Regions from separate parts of the Gossypium hirsutum genome. Here region 1 is linked to region 2. The links are chromatin contacts, called in public Hi-C maps. All regions are on one chromosome and are shown on one strand. Each heading gives the region's core, a stretch centred on a gene start, on an enhancer-like site or on the middle of the called end of the contact. The rest is flanking DNA. Distances are from core to core; before and after follow the strand shown. Region 1 holds the start of LOC107953083 (protein RETICULATA-RELATED 5, chloroplastic). Region 2 holds the start of LOC107953076 (zinc finger CCCH domain-containing protein 56).

Region 1 (5,167 bases), core at 1,706-4,205, 350 kb before region 2:
GTACTTTTTGTCTTTACGTCTATACTATTTTTACTCATTAGTAGGATACATCATTCATGTATATTGTCCCATGTTTATAGTTTTGCCTTTCATTCGCAATTGTCGCATTGTAATTTTCAACCTATCGATTTGAAATTAATTGTTCCATTTTATTTCAAGTCAAATTAATGAATTTTGAACTGACTTTGAAACAAAGGCGATGTTTGATGTTTGGAAATTTCGGAAATTGTACCCTAATGTGCTGGGTTTCAATTTTCTGTTTATCCAAATAATTAAATGCCCCTTTAAAACTTGGTCTGTATTTTCTAAAACTTTAAAACAAAGGCAATATTTGATTTTTGGAAATGCGGGAAATTGTGCCCTAACGTGCTGGGTTTCAATTCCGTTTGTCTAAATAATCGAATATCCCTTTTAATTTCGTCCATATTTCCTAAACCCCAACAAGGCAATATTCAACATTTGGAAATTCGAGAAATCGTGCCCTAACGTGTTGGGTTTCAATTTTTCGTTGGACCAATAAATTGAATATCCTTTTTGTAATTTTCAAATGTACGAACTTTTAGAAATCGGAAATTGATCATGGTCTCGAGGGTTTAAAAGATCATGTCCTAACGTACTGGATGTAATATTATATCCCTTCGAAACAAGAGATTTTTAACGTCCATTTCAAATTATCCAAAAGTATTAAAAGGAATCATATTTCAATTTTTTTAAAATAAAAACTTGGACATAATGACATAATTTAATCAATTTCGTACTAATTCTGGACGTAACGAGAATGCTAATCTTTCCTCGTATGTAACTAACTCCCGAACCTATTTTCTCGAATTTCGTAGGCCAAAATTAATTTTTTTAATAAAATAAAATATTTTATTAGGTGATTCGATCACACCTAAACAAAAAAGGATTGGTGGCGACTCCATACTTTGTTTTAAAGTCGATCCCCTTTTTTTCAAAAATTAAAAATAATTTCGACAGACCATTGATTAAAAATAAGTTGATTAAAGTAATTAAGTTAATTGATAAAAGATAGTGGGAAGAAACAGACAAAACTAAGAACCACTATTATCATCTTCTACCTTCGTCCATGCATACGAGAAAAGAAAGAAAAGAGTTTTAAGCTCTTTGAATTGTAAGGATTGTAACATTCTAGATGTTACACTTAAATTTGAGAGATTATATTAACCACTGAAATAGTTTAGTATTATCAGAGTTTATAAAACATTCAATTTAAAATATTTATTTATTTTTAAAAAAATTAGTCTATTTTTAGAAAAGCTGACGAATTATAAAAAAATATTTTAGTTTAAATTTCTAAAGTAACAATGACTTCTTAAAAAAAGCTTAATTAATTAATTAATTATTTATTTATTACTCACAATTTTTAATTTTAATTTTGGTAGCGAAAATGTGATTTTTACTTAGTTTTAATAATAACAAATGGTTATTAAAAACCCACGGTAGACTGTCTAAAACTCTGTTCATATCAACCACATGAAAAAAACTTAAATAAATAATGTTTCTCTCCTATATCAGTTATAGCGATACCTCCAATAGGGTGCCATAAATCAGGCATGGTATACCGAAGAGACGGAAAGTGAACCACGCTATTGGTCAAACAGTTCCAACCAGTGAAAAGTCCATATCCCGTTCCATCACTTTTACGTCCTTCTAAAAAGCATCCTCTTCCTCGTCTGAAAAGCAAAGATTCGCCAAATCATCTTCCATTGAAACACCAATCGAAACCGATAATCAAAGAAACCAAAAAAAATAATAAAACACCAGAAAATGAAACAAACAAAATTGTGTCAACAAGGGCAGACTAAAATCATGCTAGAGAGCAGACTTCACTCACCATATTTAATGTAAAGGCTATTTGTTATATCAAAACATTCAACATGGTGGTTTCATTTATAAGAATACTCGTGGACGAATGTTTTGTTATATTACTTGTCGGCAACTATACGTTGGCTGTAAACAAGGTTTTAAATTTGTCAATTTTTTGTGAACACATTATTACCTTGTGAAATACGATTATTGATTTTGAGTTGCTCACCACATTATTCATGGCCTTCTATTATCACGGGGCCAAGACAAGACAAAAGCAAAGACATTTTGTAGAGAAAAAAGATAAAAGAAGGAAAAAGAGAATAAAACGAGTAAACAAGGATAAAGAGTAGAAAAAGAGTCGGAGAAGTAAACGCAAGGAGTGAGAGAGAATAGGTTTGAAGAAAGTAGAATACAAAAGATGACACTTCAGCTTATTAGGTTATATGTTAATTTCTCTTATTATACAATTTGATTATTATTCTTATTATTATTATTTATAAAAGAAATGTAAGTTTATCTGTAGCTGGTTATATGTAATATCTTATTCTGAAAAAAATGAAATTAATTTGAACCTTGAGGATATCTACTATTTTATTTTTAATTTTAATTTAAAATCTTTCAAATTTTACTATTCCTTTTAAGTTTATTTAATTTTAAAATGGAGTACTAAAATTTGTTATTTATTATTTTTATTATTTTATTAATAGATAGATATAAGACGTTAAAAGTATTATAGAGACCCTTGTATTAAGAATTAGATTACGTTTTGCCCTTCTACTAAAAAAAAGGGCAAATAAGTTCTTGTATGTCAGATCAAATAGTAAACTGGTCTGTTGGTTAAAAATTTTATTTATTTTTACCGTTAAAAATTGATCATTGTACATCAAAATTAGGTACACGTGACATACCACATGTCACTTTTTTGTTATTCCGTCAACACACTAGTTTTTAACCGTATAAATGATAAAAATTTTAACAATAAGGACCAATTTAACATGTATAGACTAATTTTCTTAATTTTTAAATAATTTAACTCTTAATATAAGGTCCTCTATTGTAATTTTACCATATAAGACATATAATATGGGAAAAGAAGAGTAGCAGATGCATAGCCTACGTGGCATTCAAAACACCATAGGTTATTCGTTTGGGTACTTGGGGAAGTTGTGTGAGTCTCATTCTCGTACACAAACTTCCAAAGTCTCAAATGATTCCTAGCCTCTCCTCACCAGCCTTGTATGTAATGTAATGTTGTTGTACCACTCCGACTAATCGACACTCTCCTCCTCCAAATCAGAAAAATGAAACCCCACATTCACATCATCACCTCTAATTTTAATCCTTCATCCCCACCTCACCTTCTCATACGACGCCGTCTCCCTTCCTTTACTCGCCTCCTCACTCTCTCTCTCCACCCTCACGACAACCCCCACGATGCTCGCCGCCGCTCCTCCGCAGTCTCTCGACGCGCCGTTCTCCTCACTCCGTTTCTCGCCGCCGCTGGCACTCTCCTCCTACAACAATCCCAGTCCTTGGCCGAGGAGATAACGCTGCCTTCCTCTCCGGTGACTTCGCCTCCGCCTAAGGTGGTCGTAGAGGAGGCGCTTGTGTCGGCGAGGATATACGACGCTACAGCTATCGGGGAGCCGTTGGCGGTGGGGAAAGATAAGAGCAAAGTGTGGGAGAAGTTGATGAATGCCAGGATTGTTTATTTAGGAGAAGCTGAGCAAGTTCCAATTAGAGACGATAAAGAATTGGAGCTTGAGATTGTTAAGAATTTGAAAAAACGCTGCGTTGAGAACCAGAGGCCGTTGGCTTTGGCTCTCGAAGCTTTTCCTTCCGATTTACAAAACCAACTCGATCAGTTTATGGCTAAAAGGTTACTTTCTATTGCATTGACTTCTCTTTCTAAATACATATATGACTTTTCATCTCTAAGTAAATTAGTTTTACATAATTTCATAATTGTTTACACACTTAATATCTGTTTAATTCAGCAATCATATTCGTGTTAAATGTTGACATGCTGATTTCATGTAAATTGAAAATTTCTAATTATTGAATGTAAAAATTTCAATTGTTATATATATGTTGAAAAACCATTATTATGATAGATGTATTGGATTGAATCGAAATTGTACGGGCAGAATGATTATAGTTGCATTACTGAACATATATTATTAGTAGAAAAACTTAAAAGTTGATCATACATATTTACACACACATAACACATTATTTGAACCCTGGTGTGTATATTGTTAAAAATAGAGACAATCTATTGCGGCAAAGAAATTGAAACATCTGTATTTAAGTGTTGAAAAGGCTTATAGTTTTGAAAGTTCTGTGTTGACAGGATAGATGGAGAAGGACTGAAATCTTATGTTTCACATTGGTCAGCTCAAAGGTGGCAGGAGTATGAACCCATTTTAAATTATTGTCGCGATAATGAAGTTCGCCTTGTTGCTTGTGGAACTCCTTTAAAGGTAATTTTAAGTTGTTATGTAGTCACTGGGGATTCTGTACTACTCATCCTTTTTGCATTAACTCTGCCATCATCCTTTTGGTGTTAACTTATTGCTTCATCACCCTGTTGGGTTTGTTGAGAAAAGCTGATTGATCTAATTTACACCATTTTGGGTGTCTAAAAGGCTAGAATATCTTGTCAGCTTGTTGTAATAGGTCTTATTAGTTGCATCATGTTCAGAAGACTTGATTTTTTTATTTTTATTTTATTATGGTTGGGTTACTTATGGGTTTCAATTTTAAATAGGGATGGAGAGGATATCCTCTGATGTAATCCTAGATATTTATGGTCTCCTATGTTATAAGAAAGGGAGAAAGAAAATTTTCTTTTTTCTGTTTTAGATTCATACCAAATTACCAATATTATGTTATCATTCTATCAGTATGGCTGTGCACAAGGAGAATAGTAATATGGAGTATTCTATTTAATTTGATGTAGATCCTACGGACTGCGCAAGCTGAAGGTATTCGTGGCCTCTCTAAGGCTGAGCGTAAGGCATATTCTCCTCCAGCTGGTTCAGGCTTCATATCAGGCTTTAGTTCTATTTCACGTAGATCGTCTATGGAAAATCATTTCCCGACTCAGTCAATTCCCTTCGGTCCAAGTTCATATTTATCTGCACAAGCAAGAGTGGTTGACGAATATAACATGTCCCAAATTATTCTGAAAGAAGTTTCAGATGGAGGAGCCACAAGTTTGTTAGTAGTTGTGACTGGTGCAAACCATGTCCAATTTGGTTCTAGAGGGACAGGGTTGCCTGCCAGAATTTCAAAAAAGATTCAGAAGAAGAACCAAGTGGCTATACTTCTTAAT
Region 2 (5,050 bases), core at 247-2,746:
ATAGACCCGCCCGAAGCAGCACAGTGAAGAGCAGTTCTCTTATCTGGGCCACATGAGAGATTGACATCTACCTCTGACAGGGAAAGAATTAACTTCACTACATCGACGCTACCGTACCTAGCAGCAATCATTAACGGAGTTCTCTGCTCCACGACCATCTGTTTGGAGCTCTTCCGGCAACCATACCAAAGTCCAACCTCACCAACCAAAGAAACATCACTTGCAATCATATATCTTTGAAAACCCTCAACATCATTATCAGCAGCAAACTCAAGCAAAACAGAGAACGAACAATTATTACCTACCGCTCCAGTTAGACATTCCATTGTCTTGGTTTCCTCAGATGAGGATGGTGTATCCAAGTTGCCACACATACTTCAATTGGACTCGTTAGAACACAACCTGTAAAGAAAAAAAATCTAAAATATGTCAAGGAAATGCAAGAACAACAACAACACCCAACAGAAGAACAAACTATAGAACATATAGAAGTCCGAACAACACTTCTCGTGAATAAGGAAACCGAAAAAGGAATAAATAAGATAAGCCAAAAAGAACAGTTCATGTTATTAATGAAACAGAAGAGTTTTCTTTAAAAAAATGTAGACTAACTTTGATACTGAAAGAAAAGTATGAGAAAAGCTATCAGTATGTACGTATATATGCATGTATGTATATGTAAATTTATATTTATAGGGAAAGGAGTATGAAATGAGCAGAAGAGGGGAAATAAACTTTTAAATAAAATTTTATAACAAGGAAACCTTTGGAGTAAACTAAATATTTCTTTTAACAGGAAAAAAAAAACCTACAAATTCCTCAATTTCCGGCCAAAAAATCAGAAAGAAAAAATGCTCATTTTGGAAAAATAGATTCCAACCTTTTAGCAATAAATCAATATTTAATTTTCAGGATTTAACGCAGAAGAGAGAAAAAAAAACAGAAAGTATATTCTAATAGTATTTCTTAAAAATATATAACTTCCAGAAATTGCATTTATTAAAATGATGAAGATTTCATGGGCAGGGAACTTATTGTGATTGGCAATAGAAAAGAAATGAACTATAAAATGTTTAACCGAGATTACATAAACAATGGTTAAGAGTTAACAAATAAATTTCATATCAGGCTGAGTCATGCCAACATTGCATAGCATAAAAATCAAGAAAAAGAAAATCTAATTTGAAATTCAAGTTGCTTTGACCTTTTCCAGATTTTCTCGCCAAACAAGCATATTTAAAAGCAAAGAATGAAGGAAGTGGTCAAGAAATCATTCAACTTTGCAACAATCATATAAGAATTAAATTAAAGGAATCATAAACAAAATTCAAAACCAAAAGAACGATAGAGAATCCCAGATACTGAGTTGGAAACCGTACCAAAATGTAGGGAGATAACAGCAGAGAATGCGAGAAGAAGAAACAAACAATCGAGAGAAAGGAAGTGAAAATAAGAAGGGTATACATGGAAGATTGGCCACGAAATTGAAGGAATGGGAGGGGGGAGGGGGCTGCATTTAAATTTTTAATGGATAGGGGGAGGGTGACCGGGAGAGGAGGTGGTCGAGAGTGGAGTTGGTGAGTAAGAAGTGGGGATTTAGTGACCTGATAAAGCGGTGGACAGTGACCTCCCTATTTGTTTGTTTATTTAAACGGGGCCCAGTGAATCGGAGCCTTGGGTGGAGCGGATGTCGGGTGAGTGCTGCTTTCCTTTCAACGGCGTCGTTAACAAAGTCAAATTAGTCAAAAGCAAATCTTTCACTTGCTTTGATTATTGATTTTTTAAGTTTGTATCAGACGGAAAATTTATTTATTTTTAATTAGTTTTTATGCAAAGTGAGTAGTTATTTTCATATGTGATTAGAGATTTATAGATTAATTGGATTAAAATATTAGGGTAATTATTACACTTTTTTTAATTATAAAGAATTTCAATTTAATTCAATTGATGTAGTATAAATATGTCGTAATTTTTATATGTTTGATTGTATAAATTATAATTATATAATTTAAATTTTAAAATATTGATTATTATAAAAAAAATTATCCATAATACTTAAGAAAAAATTCTTTAAACAAGTAAAAATTTAAAACCAAATCATATATAACATGTTAGTCCAAAAAGCATTTGGCAATAAAATTACTAATGAAGCTAACTAGAAAATGAACATTTTATACAATTTTATCAAATTACTTTTAACATTCCATATTTATTAGGTTAGTCCATCTTTGATATTAACCATATACTCATCATCAGTTGACCATTGGCCAAATATACATAATTAACTATAAGTACATGTAATTTAGTTAAAATTAATATAAACAATTTATATTAATAGGTATGATGTAATTTAGTTAGATACTTAGTAAATTAAATATATGTGAAATTATCTTATGTCAATAACTTTTTTGTGTTATTTAAATGAGATTAATAAAATAATATATAATTAAAATATTATTGTTATTGTATAAAAAAAATTCTTAAATTTAAATTTAAATTATTGTAATTAAATTTGAGTATAATTAGTTATAATCACTTGGATAACTATATCAATTCTCAGCCTCCCTTTTAAGAAATGAATAATGTAATTTGAGTGCTTCAATTATACTCAATTTAATAGATCAACTAATTACAATAATTACCCAAACATACCACAAATATGTAATTACAAGTAATTACATTCAAATTCAAGTATTTGAAAGCTTTCTTTGCACAACTTTCTAATTTTTTATAGTTTTAAAAAAATGATTAAGTACTTCAAAAAAGAACAATCGGTTTAATTTTTCAAAGATAAATAAAAATATTGAATAAGAATCGCCTTCATAACAATATTTGTTGTTTTTTAAAAAAAAAATTTAATTAAGGGATTAAATTGTGACACCAACTCAATCAAGAGTTTTATTATTAGTATATATATGGCAAAAGGGAGTAAAAAGTCCTTAGTAAAAAAATTTTAAAAAAATCAATTGAATTATTAGAGAAAAAGTGCACTTAATTAAGCCTTCAATAACAACAAAAAATAATTAGGCCATCTCAGTAACAAAAAGTGGCGTTGATCGGTTTGACTATTAATGGACATCGATGTGGTTGATGGAAGCAATAAAAAATTGGCATGTGTTATACCATGTGAATAAGCATGTTGCGTCAACACATATTTAAAAATTAAAAAAGATTTAAATATGCTCGTCCAAAATGAACATTGACAAATAGGTGTTCAAGTTCATTTTGAATATTGATATATATATTTATTAAAAATTGTCAAAATCATTTATTACAAATATAACAGAATCAAAGTATCATTGATTAAAACTATTCATAGCTCCTCTACCAATCTTTAAATAGGAGGATAGCGTGCTTCAACGCACTCGAACCCACATCCTCCTATATTGAAAACAATGTCAATGCCAATCAAGGTAAGACTTAATCGACTAATTGAATTAATTTTTAATGTTATAATATTAAAATTAATGAATATTAATTTATTAAACTTAAATCAAAAGACACATATTAATAACATTTATCAAATTAAATTTATATTTTTCAAATATAGTAAAAGTTAATTATATCATTGCGCAAAACAAAGATAAATATAAAATTACAAAAATTGAATATTGATAATTTTAACATTAAAATAAAATAAATTAACAATATATCTATAACAAATAACCTGTAATAAATTATTAATAATATTATATTAGAATATATTCTTATTAATATTAATATTCAAATCATGATGAATTTTTATATTATTTTAAAATTAAATAACATTAATATAAATTATTCTAGTTAAATATTTTTAAAAATATATATTTTATAATGAAATTACTTTTTCAACTTATTAATGTTTTTTTAAAATTTACTAAAATTAAAAAAAAACTAATATTATAAAAATATTATAAATTTAATATATACAACTTACTCCGCATAATACAAGAAAATAAACTAATCAATTACTAAAATGAAATTTTACACAAATATATATATATATACAGTGTCTAACCATCCCACTTCACTTGCAGATAGCCTAGTCTAATGGATTCAATTATTCTATGCTTTCGATCAGCAAAGTATTCCAAAATCATTAAAAGAAAATTTAAAAGCACGTAAAAAATTTTATCAAGCTAAGACTTACATATCGAAGGAATAAAATGAAAAAAAAAATCATATTCTTTTAATTATTTTTATTTTTTTAGGTTTTTTTTAGCTCTTACCCTTTAAATTTTAGTTAAATTACTTTCTTTTAGTTAAATTACTTTCTTTTTATAAAAAAATAAATGAATTGTTAAAATTTAATAACATTGATGTGACAGCTCATGTGGTATTTTACATATACTCCATTGTTAACATAAATAATTTTTTATAAGATTTTTATGAATTTTTTTTTAAAATTTGTTGATTTTTTAAATATTTTTTGAACTTTTATAAAATATATGTGGACTATTACGTTTGTGGTCACATCAATATTATTAAAATTTTAATGTTTTAATTAATTTTCCATCCAAAAGCAAGAAATTTAACTAAAATTTAAAGGCGAAAAGTTAAAATAATCCAAAAAAAATCAAAATGAATAAATTTTAAATTTATTTTTATTTTTATACCACGAGAAAAAGAAAAATCCAAAAAGATTTGAAATGAAAAATAAACCAACTTGAGAAAAACAAAACAAAAACTAAGAAACCGAAGAATTGTCTTTAAGACCAAAGATTACAAAATTATTGTTTTGATTTGTTTATTTTTGACAATTTTTTTAATAAAAAATATAAATTATATAAATGATGACTCAATTATTAAATTATTTTTATTAGATCATCTAAATTTAAAAAATACAAAAATATCATTTGACTTATTGCTTCTCTTTTCTTAAATCTAAAATCGTTAAATTACTAACAATTAACAAACCTGACTATTAGAAAAGTGAGAAGTGCTTTTAAAAAGTGCTATGGAAAAGTGCTTATTAGAAAAGTAAATTTGAAAGGTTTGATTTAAAATTTAAGTGTTTAGCATTATTGTGAAAATAAACTTTTAAAAAGATAAAACTTTTATTTTAGAC

The links. Hi-C and Micro-C count contacts between places; a contact is called where the count stands out from the background.
Region 1: a contact with region 2 is called in a Hi-C map of leaf, with 1.6 times the contacts expected there. The contact joins the promoter of LOC107953083 here to the promoter of LOC107953076 in region 2. A contact is called at or near these places in 2 of 34 Hi-C or Micro-C datasets (both in leaf).

The regions. Positions count from the first base shown.
Region 1 is chrA07:25,599,476-25,604,642 of Gossypium_hirsutum_v2.1, reverse strand. LOC107953083 (protein RETICULATA-RELATED 5, chloroplastic) reads left to right here and starts at 2,955. Exons shown (of 7, transcript XM_016888306.2): 1 at 2,955-3,709; 2 at 4,184-4,313; 3 at 4,793-5,167. The coding sequence starts at 3,132.
Region 2 is chrA07:25,247,289-25,252,338 of Gossypium_hirsutum_v2.1, reverse strand. It overlaps LOC107953076 (zinc finger CCCH domain-containing protein 56), which reads right to left and starts at 1,496. Exons shown (of 3, transcript XM_041117852.1): 1 at 1,380-1,496; 2 at 1-402. The coding sequence starts at 374.